2 separate regions of the Mus musculus genome follow, and region 2 is linked to region 1. The links are chromatin contacts, called in public promoter capture Hi-C maps. All regions are on one chromosome and are shown on one strand. Each heading gives the region's core, a stretch centred on a gene start, on an enhancer-like site or on the middle of the called end of the contact. The rest is flanking DNA. Distances are from core to core; before and after follow the strand shown.

The links. Promoter capture Hi-C pulls out the DNA fragments that hold promoters and counts their contacts.
Region 2: a contact with region 1 is called in a promoter capture Hi-C map of liver, with 2.0 times the contacts expected there. The contact joins two enhancer-like sites. A contact is called at or near these places in 3 of 39 promoter capture datasets (hematopoietic stem and progenitor cells, liver and pre-B cells) and 2 of 9 other capture datasets (adipose tissue and pancreatic islet).

What each region holds. Positions count from the first base shown.
Region 1 is chrX:7,977,515-7,985,483 of GRCm38.p6, reverse strand. All of the region lies in intron 2 of Gm39488 (a long non-coding RNA gene), which reads right to left. Among named protein-coding and RNA genes, the nearest start is that of Gata1, 14 kb to the right of the region's middle. Within about 2 kb of position 3,618, at least 7 of the 459 cell types and tissues checked have an H3K27ac peak or open chromatin away from gene starts, as enhancers often do. A contact at or near this core is called in liver, where this site is marked.
Region 2 is chrX:8,179,817-8,187,785 of GRCm38.p6, reverse strand. It overlaps Ebp (phenylalkylamine Ca2+ antagonist (emopamil) binding protein), which reads left to right. Exons shown (of 5, transcript NM_007898.3): 3 at 867-903; 4 at 1,012-1,142; 5 at 1,953-2,457. The coding sequence ends at 2,176. Among named protein-coding and RNA genes, the nearest start is that of Tbc1d25, 7.9 kb to the right of the region's middle. Within about 2 kb of position 4,390, at least 15 of the 459 cell types and tissues checked have an H3K27ac peak or open chromatin away from gene starts, as enhancers often do. A contact at or near this core is called in liver, where this site is marked.

The DNA.
Region 1 (7,969 bases), core at 2,369-4,868:
AGGCAGTCATGTATGGGATGCAGTACATATTGTTTCCAATCGATAAACACCACAGAAAGCAGAGACTCTTTTCAAAACAGCCACCCTCATCTATCCCCTAGCACCTAAGAGCTAAATAACTAAGGCAAAGGAGCTGTTCTTCTAATAGCAAGAATTACAGGGTTTGGAAAAATGAAAACTTTCTAAAGTAGCTTGACTGTGGTCTCTAGAATCACACACATAGTTAGATGTAAACTCCAGACGGCAGACACGCTCCACATTTTAAAACCAATTAACTGGTTTTAAATCAGTACTTAATTAAAATATTGAGATGTTAATTCTAAGGGAAGAGCGATCAGAAGTAGATAGTAGGGAGCACAGAAAAAGCTATCGCAGAAACTGGGTTTTACACGAAAGCTTACATTCAATTTAAACTGGGCTATTTAGGCCGCGTTCACCCTTGCTCACCTGTAGGGCTCTCTCTCCCTCAAAATGATAAGAACCCATGGAGGGCCTCCCATTTGTTGCCTTTTCAAAAGCAGCCTCGTGTAACCTCCTTCGGGGGAGCACTGCAGTTGGGAGCTGCATTAGCCAAGCACAGCCGGTCTGGGTTTTTAGTAAGACCTGCTATAATATATATACATAGCTCCTGTGGGATCTTAACAAGCAGAATGGAAGAAAAGGAAAAAGAGACAGCATCGCAGATTTCTTTTTTCCAGGACACGGTTTCTCTGTAGCCCTGGCTGTCCTGGACTCCCTCTGTAGACCAGACTGGCCTCGGACACGATCTGCTTGCCTCTGCCTCCCAAGTGCTGGGATTAAATGTGTGCGCTGCCACCACTGCCACTGCCACCTGGCAGCATAACGAGGTTCTTTCTTTTTTTTTTCTTTTAAGATTTATTTACTTATTTTATGTATGTGAGTACACTGTCTTCAGACACACCAGAAGTAAGCATTGGGTCCCATTACAGATGGTTGTGAGCCACCATGTGGTTGCTGGGATTTGAACTCAGGACCTCTGGAAGAGCAGTCAGTGCTCTTAACCTCTGAGCCATCTTTCCAGCCCCACAATTTTCAATACATGATGAGATGCTTGGCAGGAAGTGTAGTCTATTGTAACACCAAGCTTTCCAAACACCGAGTCCCAGTACTCCACAGAAACATAACCATTTGAACAAAACAGAAAGATGCACAGGAGAAGATGTAGAAGGCAGCTCATTTTCTATCAAAAAAAGGTCTGGAGCTGGAGAGATGGCTCAGCGGTTAAGAGCACTGACTGCTCTTCCAAAGGTTCTGAGTTCAAATCCCAGCAACCACATGGTGGCTCACAACCATCTGTACAGCTACAATGTACTCATATCCATAAAGTAAATAAATACATCTTTTTTTAAAAGTCAGAAAATAGCCTCTAATCCCAGAACTTGGGAGGCAGAGGCAAGCGGATTTCTGAGTTTGAGGCCAGCCTGGTCTACAGAGTGAGTTCCAGGACAGCCAGGGCTATACAGAGAAACCCTGTCTCGAAAAACCAAAAAAAAAAAAAAGTCAGAAAATAAAATGCAAGCTATCAAATGGACTTAGCAATGACACTCTCAGCTACATCACAAGGACAACTTCCCTATAAATATCAGTGCTGAGCATAGTAATCCAGTGAACATGATCTAACATTCCACATTTGTGAACGACATAGTTTTTATTGGAACAAATCAGACTACCATTTATAAAGGAGAAAACCAACTTTTTAAAAGTGAGGTGTCATCAGGCCGCAGGCTTCCCCCACCGACTTGCCTGCCACCATTACTGATGTGCAAACTAAGCTTTTCCTGTCCTGGTGCCCTAACTTCAGTATGTTTCCAGACACACGATTTTGCTAGGCTTGAAGATATTCCACGACAGACAGAGCAAATCACAGCCTTGGAGGAACGGTCACTGGAGAAAGAACAACTCATGAAAACATGGAACATCCCCCCATCTATTCTCACCATAAAAACCCTTGAGACTATCACACCCACTTCGGGAACTGGGGCTGCATATGGTTTCTAACTTCATTTTCCCAGGCCAGGACTCCATAAGCCCATCTCCTGCAGGGACCAATAAGAACCCTGCTTTGGAGCCCTCACCTCTCTTTTTCTTTTTCCCATACTAATTGGTCCTTGGATTTCCTTCTGAGCCTTGTTGTCATATCCCCGTATCAGACAGATTAAGAGCCAGGGCTAGAGAACACTAGCAACACATTTAGATACTAAAGCACATTATTTACAAATGGTTTATTGTCTCTGAGTAATTCTTTCAAAGTGAAAGTTAGTCCTCTCAACATTGTCAATACATTTGAAATAAACTAAGGCAAAACATCTGTTGGTACAGGTCAACCCTGAAGTTAATCTTCTTGCTGTACACTTTAAGTTTCTCTAGTAACCACTGTTCAGATATTGTGGACACTCAATAAAAATATGTTAGCTCTCTTTAGGTTGTCTTTCATAAATGTTGTAATCAGATTATTCTTCAACCTATCTTCATAATTAATATTTGAAAGCACCAAGCCCAAATCATTTTACAAGGGAAGCTTAAAATTTATGTTTCTGCCACATGTGGTGGCACACATCTTTGATGCCTGTACTTCAGAAGCCAAAGTGGGTGGATCTTTGTAATTTCAAGGCTAATCTGGTCTACATAGCAAGTTCTAGGCCAACTCTGTCTCAAAAACAAGCCAAAACAAAATAATATTTTAATTCATGTTAAATAAGCTTACCCAGGTGAAGTCTAGAAATGAATTACCTTTTCTTTACATTTTCCTTTTCTTTGTTTTTGTTTTTGGTTTTTTCGAGACAGGGTTTCTCTGTGTAGCCCTGGCTGTCCTGGAACTTACTCTGTAGACCAGGCTGGCCTCGAACTCAGAAATCCACCTGCCTCCCAAGTGCTGGGATTAAAGGTGTGTGCCACCACTGCCCGGAACATTTTCCTTTTCTTAAAAAAAAATTATTTATGTGCATTGGTGTTTTGCCTCCATGTATGTCTGAGTGCCAGATCCCTTAGAGCTGGAGTTACAGACAGTTGTGAGCTGCCATGTGGGTGCTGGGAATCGAACCCAGGACCTCTGGCAGAGCAAGCCAGTGCTCTTAACCACTGAGCCATCTCTCCAGCCCCGCCGTGTTTTCTAAATCCTTGGATTTTAGCTTTAAGGAATAGATACAGAATCAATTGCTTCTGTGTAGGACAAAATGAACCAAAGCACACTCACATGAACAGAGCATGCCAATCACGCTTAGCAGGGCACAGCGAGTTTAGAGCATAAAGCAAAACCGAAGTGGCCAGGGTTTTCTTCACAAGCTCCAAGGACAGGGATTGTTGTCTCCCACCCCATTGCTGTCTTCGGAATTATTTATAAAAGATCAATCAGCTTTGAGTCTCAATAGGCTACCAAACTAGTACAGAGAATACTTTCCTGGTTATATAAACCATGGTATTGAGACCTACCTATTCCAAATGGTTCCACCGAACCACAAGTGACTCAAGAGCACTCAAACCTGTCCTGTTATATGACACATGCCCTAATCAACTTTATGGGCCTGTCTCTTTAAGACACTTGTAAATTTAGAAACCCAAGCCACCTTCTCTCCTCCAGCTGACAGGAAACAGAACGTGCCTCCCTGAAGCTTCCAATCACAGGACCCTATCTTTGTGGTCCTTGACTTTGAATTCTGCTCAGGTCCCCAATACTTTTGAGAGCTCTCTGCTTTGCCACCATTCTCTACGTTACAATAACCGTAACCCAATAGTCTTCGACACAAGAGTATCCAAAACAAAATCATTCACCAAATGGCAGCAGGGAATGAATCAAAAGAACTCCAAATTGCTCCAAAGATCCCAAAGGCAAAAAGGCAGGCAAAAGCTGGTCGGTGAGAGACTTACCAAAGGTCAGATTTGTGCAGAATCTAAGACAAAGTCCAAACTCATTTGCCTGCTTCACTGAGTCGAGTACGAAGCAGCCAATGCTGGCTAAGGGGAAAGAGCGTAATGTCCCTGGAGGAAATGACTCCAGTAAATCTGGAAACTTCCATTTGTCCTTTCTTCTCTCCCTGGGGTCATCACAGTATTAGTAGACACCCCTGAAATGTGTCTTATGATTTTTTTAAAGATTTATTTATTTATTATATATAACTAAGCTGTAGCTGTCTTCAGACACCCCAGAAGAGGGCATCAGAATTCATTATGGATGGTTGTGAGCCACCATGTAGCTGCTGGGATTTGAACTCAGGACCTTCTGAGCAGCAGTCAGTGCTCTTACCCGCTGAGTCATCACTCCAGCCCCCGAAACGTGTCTTTACACCTCCATGAATGCCATTTTGTCACCAAACTTGGGGTTCACAACCTGTGCCCCAAGTCAGGTCCAGACACCCATCTTCAATAAGCCAATTAAAGGAGCCAAATTAAAAGTTGAAAGCAGCCGGGCGTGGTGGTGCACGCCTTTAATCCCAGCACTCGGGAGGCAGAGGCAGGTGGATTTCTGAGTTTGAAGCCAGCCTGGTCTACAAAGTAAGTTCCAGGACAGCCAGGGCTACACAGAGAAACCCTGTCTCGAAAAAAACAACAACAAAAAAAAGTTGAAAGCAAGCTGGGCATGGTGGCGCCTGCCTTTTATCCCAGCACTTGGGGAGGCCAGGGATGGTGCCAATACTTGGGAGGCAGAGGCAGGAGGATCTCTGTAAATTCAAGGCCAGCCTGATCTACATACCAAATTCCAGGCCAGTCCAGAATTACATGGAGACCTTATTTCAACAGCACCCCATCACCCCCAAATGCTGAAAGCAGAAAAGGGAGATTTATTCAATGTGACCACACTGGGAAGAGGGACGTTGTTGTCTAACAAATTTCTCAGCTCTGTCTTTGGAATCCTGAAAGCTTAAATGAGGGTCAAGGCTGTGTATATCTAAGCAGTCCAGGTGAAGGCTGTGCCCCACCCACCCAGCATTATCTGTCTTCAGTTCATCCTATAAGGTTGTCTGACCACTCACTACTGCAAATCTCTTTCTGGGAGACAGGAGACAAGTTCCCCTTATGCCTGGTGTCCTTTTGAATGAGATTTCTGGGGAAATTATCATTTTAGGGGGCCCATTGTTTCAACACTCTGATCATCAGACTAAAAGACACAATCTCTGTAGAATAGCTTCATTTCTGCCAGAGCCATTACAGGTTTAGTGTGCAGTACCACAAAAAAGTAAAATATAGGCTGGGCGTGGTGGCACACGCCTTTAATCCTAGCACTCGGGAGGCAGGGGCAGGTGGCTTTCTGAGTTCGAGGCCAGCCTGGTCTACAAAGTGAGTTCCAAGACAGCCAGAGCTATACAGAGAAACCCTGTCTCGAAAAACAAAAAAGCAACAAAAAAGTAAAATATAGCTAAATTTTGTCAAATGTCCAAACTCACCTGCAAGAAGGCTCGACCCATCCATCTCCTTTCCTGATTCTTCTTAGGATGTGTTGCTAATTAATCTAAAATTCTGCCAACCTACAAAATTTGCTCAAAAGAATACATTTTTTTAAACTAAAAATGAGTGTTTTCAAATGAGAGCTATGGGGGCTGGAGAGATGGCTCAGCAGTTGAGAGCACTGACTGCTCTTCCAGAGGTCCTGAGTTCAAATCCCAGCAACCACATGGTGGCTCACAACCATCTGTAATGGGATCCAATGCCCTCACCTCATCTGGTATGTCTGAGGACAGTTATAGTGTACACATATACATTAATAAATAAAATCTTTTTTTTAAGAGAGAGCTATGGTATAGAACTACCAGGGAAATGGGCTCAACATAGGAGCAACCATCCTCAGGTCTTTTTTTCTTTAAGATTTATTTATTTATTTATTTAATGTATATGAGTACACTGTTACTATCTTCAGATGCACCAGAAGAGGGGATCAGATCCCATTACAGATGGTTGTGAGCCACCATGTGGTTGCTGGGAGTTGAACTCAGGACCTCTGGAAGAGCAGTCAGTGCTCCTAACTGCTGAGCCATCTCTCTAACCTTCCCCGCCCTCAGGTCTTTCTAGGTCAAAGTATCTCTGACACAAAGAAATGACAAAGTTCCAAGTGAAGCCCAATTCTCCCACTTCAAGAATAGTGGGATTGACCTTGGTTTTCCACAGCTTAAAGGCCAAAGTCGAAAATGATAAACGGGCTCAAAAGACAGCCAGTATCTTGGCCCTCACTCTCTGTGCTCAGCTTGAGTCCAGAAGATATCAGTGGACCTTCTAATAGGGCCAGCCAACTCAGGGCAGTCCCTATTTTAGAGACAAGAGGCTAAAAATTAAAAAGAAAATTTAAAAAAGCAGAATCTGTTACTCACTCACTAATCAACCCGATTGCTTGAAGCCTGGCTCAGTGACTTAAGTGTGATGTCTTTTTTTTTCTTTTTTAAAGATTGGTTTCTTTATGGGAATAAGAGCTGACCCAGGAGTTCAGAGCACCTGTTGCTCTTGCAGAGGACCCACTACCCATATAGGGCCTCACAACCATCTGTACCTCCATTTCTTTCTTTCTTTTTTTTTTTTTTCAAGACAGGGTTTCTCTGTGTAGCCCTGGCTGTCCTGGAACTCACTCTGTAGACCAGGCTGGCCTCGAACTCAGAAATCCACCTGCCTCTGCCTCCCAAGTGCTGGGATTAAAAGCGTGTGCCACCACGCCCGGCTTGTACCTCCATTTCTAAGGAACCCAGTGACTTCTGACTTTTGAGGGCACAGACCTTAAACACAGTATACATACTTATGTGTAGTATAGGCAAAGCATTCTCATACAAGTTAAATCAATATTAAAATGCTGGGAATCAAATTCAGGTCCTCTGTAAGATGAGTACGGTGGCTCTTAACCACTGAGCCATCTCTCCTGCCCCTGACTTGCCATGTCTTATATAAAGCCTAACTCTAACAGACCCTTGGAGCCTTGCCCTAATGGCCAGAATTAAGGGCGGCAAATAGTGTTGTAAATCTCCCTAAGAAGGCAGTGGTTGCCACTACCTATTCATATATAATTCCAAACAAATGGCCCATGGACACAAAGCTGGGAAATTTAACTGTTATAAAAGGAGGCTGTTTCCTCTTGGGGCGTAATTCTGAGAATTTCCCTGCTGTGTTTCTTTTTTTTTTTTTTTTTGGTTTTTCGAGACAGGGTTTCTCTGTATAGCCCTGGCTGTCCTGGAACTCACTCTGTAGACCAGGCTGGCCTCGAACTCAGAAATCCGCCTGCCTCTGCTTCCTGAGTGCTGGTATTAAAGGCATGCGCCACCACCGCCCGGCTCCCCTGCTGTGTTTCTATGGCATAGCCCAGGCTGATCTTAAACTCACTGTTTACGTCTTAGAAATTTTACACCTGGAACTCACAAAGATCTGTCTGCCCCCACCTCCTATACACTGCCGCTGAAGGGTGTGTGCTACCCAGAAGCCTCTTCCGAGCTCATGTGGTTCTGAGAAATACCATCACCAGTCAGTCACAAGTATGAAGTTGGTTTGAGGTATGAATGCGAGTCTGCTCAGCAACCGGGTCATGCATAGACTAGTAGCCTGCCTTCTAGGATGCCTCCCTCACCCCGCTCTCCTCCATTACACCCCTCATGATGGCTCTTGGGCCTCTCCTGGAGACCTCTGCGCCATGTTTGACTTTGATGGCTTCTACTAGGCACACGACGGAGAACAGCTAGAGAGGAAGTATGCAGCACCTACATTCCTGGGAGTGAAGCCCTTCGCAAAAGGTAAAGGATGGGGCCAAGAAGGGACTCCATGGGTAGGAGACCCCAGATACCACTTTGCTTGTCTTATTCCTTTTCCTGGTCTTTGCCTTCTCTTTGGCTTTCAGCTTTGCCTTTTCATTTAATTGAAGAAAAGGGGTTGGTGGATAGGGGAAAGGAACCAGCCCAAGAAACCTGTTTTTCTTAACACTTGGGAAGCAAAGAGGGGCAGATCTCTGAGTTTGTGGCCAGCCTGGTCTACAAAGTGAGTCCAGGAC
Region 2 (7,969 bases), core at 3,141-5,640, 200 kb before region 1:
TTTAGGGGCGAAGCTCAGCACTCTAGTGCTTACTTGGCACATTCAAGGCCTTGGACTTCATTTAGGTTGCGAGAGAACCCTACCAAACTGTTTTCAGAAATGATTGTACAGTCACAGTCCCATCATGACAGCAGAGCTCTGGTTCCTCCACATCCACTTGGTGCCATCATGTGTTTCCTAAATTAGTCCCTGTAGTAGATGTGATGGCTTTTCCTTGAGGACTAATGACGCTGTGAGCACCTTCCATACGTTCATTGGCCATTTGGAAATTCTTTGGGAAGAACCTATTTAAACCCCTTGCCTGTTCTGGGGTTATGGTTTGGAAGAGGTGTTGGGGATAGAACCCAGGGCCTCAGATATGCTCTATCAGTGAGCTACACTCTTGGATCTTCCAATTAACTGCTCACTCTTTCATGCACCTATCATATGTATGTGTTCATATGTATGTGTGCACAAACTTGCTCGGTCCCCCTCCAACCTCCACCTCACTCTCCATCTTCTATTTTTTTCCAGACGGAGTTTCATGCAGTCTGGGCTGGCTCCTAAGTATCTATGTAATTAAAGGATGAACTTGAACTTCTCAGCTTCCTGCCTCTACCTCCCCAGTGCTAAGATTACAGACATGCACTATTACGCCTGAGCCACATGCTCCATCATTTATACTTCCTTTTATACTGCATACCATGTAACCTCTGCAACATTGTTCCATATCAGTCTTTACACAGACTATATAAACACACACTTCAGAAGCAAAAGTACTACCTCCACTGTACACAGTATTATAATGTTTGCTGTCTTACAGTGATTATCATAGATACAAGTTCTGTTTCCTGACTTAATTCTTCATGTATCTCTGTTTCCCTCAGGGAAAGAGTATTCCAAGGGAGATAGCCGATATATCCTGTAAGTATTTGGCCTGTGTTAGTGGAAACCTGCATTGGTTTGTGACAATGGTGAGTTGGGGACATTAATGAGAGCACAATGATGCCAGTGTCCTCTTTTCTCTTGCAGTAGTGACAGCTTCGTCGTCTGTATGGAGACTGTCACAGCTTGTCTCTGGGGACCACTCAGCCTATGGGTAGTGATTGCCTTTCTCCGCCAACAGCCCTTCCGCTTTGTCCTACAGCTTGTGGTGTCTATGGGTAAGAAAGCCTATATACCTGGCACTTCAAGGGTTCCTGGGGAAATCCATAGACACAGGCACATCCCCATGGGTGAGAGCTCCTAAGTGTCCATTCAGGGATGAGACATGCTGAGTTATAGGCTCCTTGGTGTCTTGACACACCTCAATCCCTCTCCGTGCTTGCCTTCCCAGCCGAAATGTATATTTCTCTTCTTTCTCCATCAGTTTCCTACAAAGGTTACGATGTGATGTATTCGATGCTGCCCAACACTCCTGGGTCCTCCAGAAGCAGGCCCCGGAGTGTTAGCTTTCTTTTGTTTGCTTACTTGAGCTCTCTTTCATTCTGAAATCCTGAGTTGTCATGCATTCTAGGATTTTAAGCTTGCCTTCAGTTCTATTATGAGCTGCCCTGAGTTAAAGTCTCCATGCTCTTGCTGGGTGTCGGGGTGCATGGGTACATGCTTATAATCCTACCATGCAGAAGGCTAAGGCAGGATGATTGCGAGGTTAAGGTCAACCTAGGCTACATAGCAAGACTCTCTCTCTTTCTCTCTCTCTGACACACACACACACACACACACGGTGGGGTGGGTAGGAGGTAGGGGTAGAGGGAGGGAAGGAGGGTTGGGGAGAAGAAGGCAAGAAAGGAAAAAAAGATCCCCAGACTCTTGATTTCTGAAATTTGTACCTCGTTATGTCCGATTTCCAACTTTGGTTTCAGAATGTGGGTTGAATTCTTTGAAGAATTGCCTTGGGGAATACCATGGAGTAGAGCCTGGCTTGTTTTCCTTATCCTCACGAGGACTTTTCCTTCTCTTGCCTCCCACAGGCCAGATATACGGGGATGTGCTGTACTTCCTGACAGAGCTACACGAAGGACTCCAGCATGGGGAGATAGGCCACCCCGTTTATTTCTGGTTCTATTTTGTTTTCCTGAATGCTGTATGGTTGGTGATACCAAGCATCCTTGTGCTTGATGCCATAAAGCATCTCACTAGTGCCCAGAGCGTGCTGGACAGCAAAGTCATGAAAATTAAGAGCAAGCATAACTAAAGAGCCGGAGAGTGGGCTGAGTCCCTGCTGATGAGGCGCTCTCCTCACTTCCCAGAAGACTCAAATCTTCTTCCTCCTCGCACAGGTTGGGGGGGTCAGAACTATCGGACTTGTCCCACTCAAACATGATGAGTGAGCACACAAAGGGCCAGAGTCAGAAAAGGAAGGGAACAAGTTGAGCTACTGCTAGGAACCTGAGGGAAAAGATGGATGAGAAGGTGGCAAGTCCGTGACGGTGGCAACTTCCCAAACCAGGAAATAAAATGTCTTTTACTATAACACTGAGAGATATTTAATTACTAATCTCAGAAATGTCATATAACACATCTCTCCCATTACTTCGTCATCCATAAACCTCCATCATCACATACATATACCATGTCTGCCCTTACAAACCCTTAACACTGACTGACTCCACACACAGTCATAATTTACCCTGTAGAACCTAGAACTCACTCTACAGACCTCCCTTCAAGATCACCCTATTACTTACCCCATAAATCCTTCCAGTAACCTCATAGTCCTCTCATATAGCTTGGCTGCCGTAACAAAATGATATGGATTGAGCGTTTTAAGCAACAGACATGAATGTCCTCAGGACTGGAGCCAGTCAGTCAAGGTGTCAGAAGGTTTGACTTTAATATTTTTTTTGAAGTCTCTTTCCTTAGTACTGCATTCTGTGTTCTCAGATGTTCTCATATCTCCCTGTGTCCCCTGCTTCTGCTGTTTGTATTCGAACAACTTTCCTCTTAGGACACCATTTAGATTGGATTAGGGTCTATCAAGATAGCCTCATTTTTAACTTAATCACATCTTTTAAAAGACTCTGGCTCTAATAGTCTTGACCACCTTCTCAGGTTCTGGAAGGAAGGACTCCAGCATATGAACTTGAAGAGGGCACAGTTCAGTCCATACATCCCTGCCATCTGGACTCCCTAAATTCATGTCCTCCTTGCATGCAAACTTTGTTTATCCCATCCCTCATCCTCAAATCCTTCGCTCATTCTAGAATCACCTTTTCGGAGGTGAGGTTGGAGTGCTAGAGATCAAAGAGAATCCAGAGTCTGAAACAACAACCTATATCCCTGTGCCATGTCTGTCACTCATGAATGGTCTTTTTCATTTTTTTTATTTTGTTTTGTTTTGTTTTGTTTTTTGAGCCATGGTCTCATTATATAACCTAAGCTACCGTGGAACTCACTATGCTAGGATTGGAGGTATGTGCCACTAAGCCTAGCTTTTGACTGGTTGATTCATTCATTCATTCATTCATTTGGGGACATGGTCTTGCTATGTATTACAGGCTGATCTTTCTATGAAACTCAGGCTGAAGTTGAACTTCCTGACTCTTCTAACTCAGTTTCTCCAGTAGTGAGATCATGCTTGTGCTACCATGCCTAGCTCCTTGCATGGATTTTTTAAAACTATACCTTTATTTTAATGTTTTCTGTGCACCACATGTGTGTAACACCTGTGGAAGCCAGGGGAAGGTATCAGATCCCCTGGGACTGGATGGTTGTGAGCCACCATAGAAGTGCTAGAAGGAGCCGGGTGTGGTGGCGCACGCCTTTAATCACAGCACTCGGGAGGCAGAGGCAGGTGGATTTCTGAGTTCGAGGCCAGCCTGGTCTACAAAATGAGCTCCAGGACAGCCAGGACTATACAGAGAAACCCTGTCTCGAAAAAAACCAAAAAAAAAAAAAAAAAAAAAAAAAAGAAGTGCTAGAAGGGTAGCCAGTGCTCCTAACCCCTGATCTCTGGCATGGATTTTAACCCCAAGTCTCACCTGAATATAAGCCTAAAAGGAGGTGTGAGTCACCCTGAGGCAAGAACTCCTATTTTGCAGTAGAATGGGGAAAGAGGAATAAAAAGGAAAGGATATGATTGTTGGTAGGTATGGTGGAGGAGAAAGTTTATTGTAGTGATGTGGGAGAGCAAAGCCAGAGACACCTGGGAGAGTCTAGAGTGGCCATGACCAGACTGAGCTGGGCCATTGGAGAGACAGGGATAGGAAGGGAGAGAGGGGAACCAGATGCAGCAGCCAGGAGGACAAAGGTACAAAAGGGGCAGGTAATCAAAATGGCTGGATCATATAGGGAAGGGCAGCCCAGTCCCCGGGCTGGAGAGGGTCGGGTATATGCCTGCCACACCCTGTAACTAGTAGAGACTGAGGGATGCCTGGCAAAGCTGGCGCTAGGTCTCCTTTAATATGTTAAGTAGGCATCTCAGCCTTTGTCCCTGGTTTGAAAGTTAACTGCTGTGAACCTTCAAAACAAGATGAGTGTTGTGTTTACAAAAGGCAAAGCCAGCAGTAGGACACACCTTTAATCCCAGCGCTCAAGAGGCAGAGGGGGGCAAATCTCTTGGGAATTCCAGGCCAGTCAGGGCTCCCTAGTGAGCCCCTGTCTGGGTTGGGGGGTTGGGGGAGCAGTGGAGGAGGTAGGAGATCCCTTTGCACAATGGAGAACTTGAAAGGAGAAAGGGACCATCACAGGTTCCAAGTAAGTTAAATGTCCACTCGGTTAAATCTTGGCATGATGGTCTGTCTTCTACCTTTGAACCTACTGGGAAGAAAATGCACTCTCAACCCTGGGTGGCAGCTTGTCTCACTAAAACCAAGGAACAGCCTGCCTTTCAGAACTAAGGAGTAGACAGTTTTACCACTGGAATCCTCGTGGCACAGCCTGAAACCCGTCCTGTTCTATCCTATAGAAGTGCAGAAGGGAGAGACCCTTCCTTTATTTTGCCCATCCCTGTCTCCCTCGGTCTCAGCTGGCGGTCTGTGCTGGTGTTATCCCACCTCTGCTCCTGGATTCAGATAAGATAGCTGCTTAGATCCATGAAATATACCCAACAATGACTTTTATGAATGTCTAGTCATTTAACCACACCCTTGGTCTTTCCTCTAGAACACCTTCTTGGTTTTTGCATTATGGGTTAGGCTAAAAATGTTCTAAATCCTGCTCTCCCTCCCTCCCTTTAAAAAAAAAAAAAAGATTTTCCAAAGCAGGGTTTCTCTGTGTACTCTGTATTCCTGGCTGTCCTGGAACTCTGTAGACCAGGGTGACCTCAAACTTACCAAGTGTTTGGATTGAAGGTGTGCACCAGCACCACACCCTGCTCCATGCACTTCTTTTTTTTGTAAACATATTTGTGTATATATATATGCTTTTAAAGATTTATTTATTGCTACGTATATGAGTACACTGTTACTGTCTTCAGACACACTAGAAGAGGGCATCAAATTCCATTACAGATGGTTGTGAACCACCATGTGGTTGCTGGGAATTGAATTCAGGACCTCTGGAAGAGCAGTCAGTGCTCTTAACTGCTGAGCCATCTCTCCAGCCCCAAACACTTCTTTTTCAATTGCTCTGTTCCCGTTCATATTTTCTATTGCAACAAGGAGAAACCAGGTTTCAGCACTTTTCCTTTTCTTCTTTTCCTTTCTTTTGATGTGCTTCTTTCCCTTTGTTTTCCAGATAGATTCTCATGCTGTGACCCAGGCTGGTCTGGAACTAATTATGTAGCCAGACTTGCCTAAAATTCATGGCAGTCCTCTTGCCTCAGCCTCTTGTGTGGTGGGATTACAGACTTGAGCAACATTCTTCAGTGCATTTCTTAGGAATCTTGGCTAAAAAAATCCAAGTTTATCACACACAAGTTCTACCTTTATTGGAATAAATTCAATCAAGTTCTTTGTGTTCCTTCCAGTTTCTCTGTGTTCCTTAGTTCCATGTCAGATCTCAACAGAAGCACATCTAATGGCCATGGATTTACTAAGTCTTTACTTTTTTTTTTGTTTTATTTTATGTGTATGGTTATTTGTCTTGCATGTATGTCTGTGCACCACATGCATGCAGGGCTAGCCCACTGAGATCAGAATAGGGTATTGGATACCCTGGAACTACAGTTAGAGACAGACCCTGGAACTAGAGTTAGAGACAGCTGTGAGCTGCCGTATGGGTGCGTGGAAATCAAGCCTAGGTTTGAAAGAGCAACCAGTGCTCTTGATGGCTGAGCTACCTCTCCACCCCATACCAACATACAGAGCTATTCTGTTGTCTTAGTCTTCTTGGGTTCCTGTAACGAAATACTGTAGGCTAGATATCTTATAAACAACAGAAACTTCTTTTACAGTTCTAGAAGCTAATACTAACAGATTGGGCATCTAGTGAGGGCTACTTTTTCACTGTGTCTTTACATAGTTGAAGGTTTAAAACTCTGGTCTCAGCCGGGCAGTGATGGCGCCTGCCTTTAATCCCAGCACTTGAAAGGCAGAGGCAGGCGGATTTCTGAGTTCGAGGCCAGCCTGGTCTACAGAGTGAGTTCCAGGCAGACAACACAGAGAAACCCTGTCTCAAAAAGCCGGAAAAAAAAAAAAAAAAAAAAAGAACAACAGCAAGAACTCTGGTCTCTTATTTGGCTACTAAATCCTTTATCCACCTCCTAATATTGTCACTGTGAAGATTAGACTTCAACATAGGAATGGGAGTCAATGTTGAGACTATAAAAAAAAACAAGCCTTTTTAAAGCACGATATCCCCAACCTCTTCCTCTACTCAGTTATTAAATTGCCTCCACATCTTTAGATGTCTCTATTAGTAGCATCCATCCTACTCAATAGCAAGTCTGTACTAACAATGTGCCACAGATCAAGAGGCTGAGGGACAATGGGATAGGCAGTTGCTCATACATTGGAGGCTGACCTTGAACTCTGGATCTGGCTGCCAAGTGGTTAAGATAACAGAAATTTCCTGGGTATGGTTGGGTAAAGCGACTTGATAGGCCAAGGTAAGAGAATCCAAGTCCCGGGTCAGCCTTGACAACTTGGTAAAACCCTGTCTCAAAAAGTGAAGAGAGGGGGGCTGGAGAGATGGCTCAGCAGTTAAGAGCGCTGACTGCTCTTCTGAAGGTGGTGAGTTCGGATCCCCCGCAACCACATGATGGCTCACAACCATCCATTATGAGATCTGATGCCCTCTTCTGGGGTGTCTGAAGACAGCTACAGTGTACTTACATATAATAAATAAATCTTAAAAAAAAAAAAACAAACAAAAAAGTGAAGAGAGGACCAGGCATGTCCTATCATTCAGGAGGCAGAGGCAAGCAGATCTGTGAGTTTTGAGGCCAGCCTGGTCTACAGAGTGAGTTCCAGGACAGTCAGGGCTACATGTGGGGGGGACCCTGTCTCACAAAACCAATTGCAAAAAAACGGGGGGTGGGGAGTAGGGCTGGGGGCAAAGATTCATGGTTGAGTACTTGTGCAAGGTCCTCCTTTAACTCACAGTACAACAACCAGAAGCCGTTTGTTTTCTTTGGGGGCTGAGAGTTCATGGTCAGGTTTGCTTTGTCATGAGTCACCTCTCCTTGACATGCAGGTGGCTATATCGCACTGTGTCTTCCTTTGTACATGTTCATGTCCTAATTGCTTCTTCTCAGGGTACCGGGCAGAGTTTCATCAGAGTTCAACCTGCCTGCCTCATTTTACCTTAATCACCTCTTTAAAGGCCCTACCTGCAAATAGAATCACACTCTAAGTTACTGGGAATGAGAACTTGCACATGAAATTCTTTGAGAGCAGCATTCTCCTGATTATTCATCCCATATACCTCACAGCACTACTACATCGAGCCGCAGAAACACCCACTATTCACAGTCAAAGTCCCCACCACAGAGCCTAAAGATCCCCAGTCTCTAGCCCTACAGACACCACTCCCTCGTAGACCTTATCACTTCCTGCATGGGTCCCATAACTAACTACGTCATTCATATCGTTCTACAGACCACTCA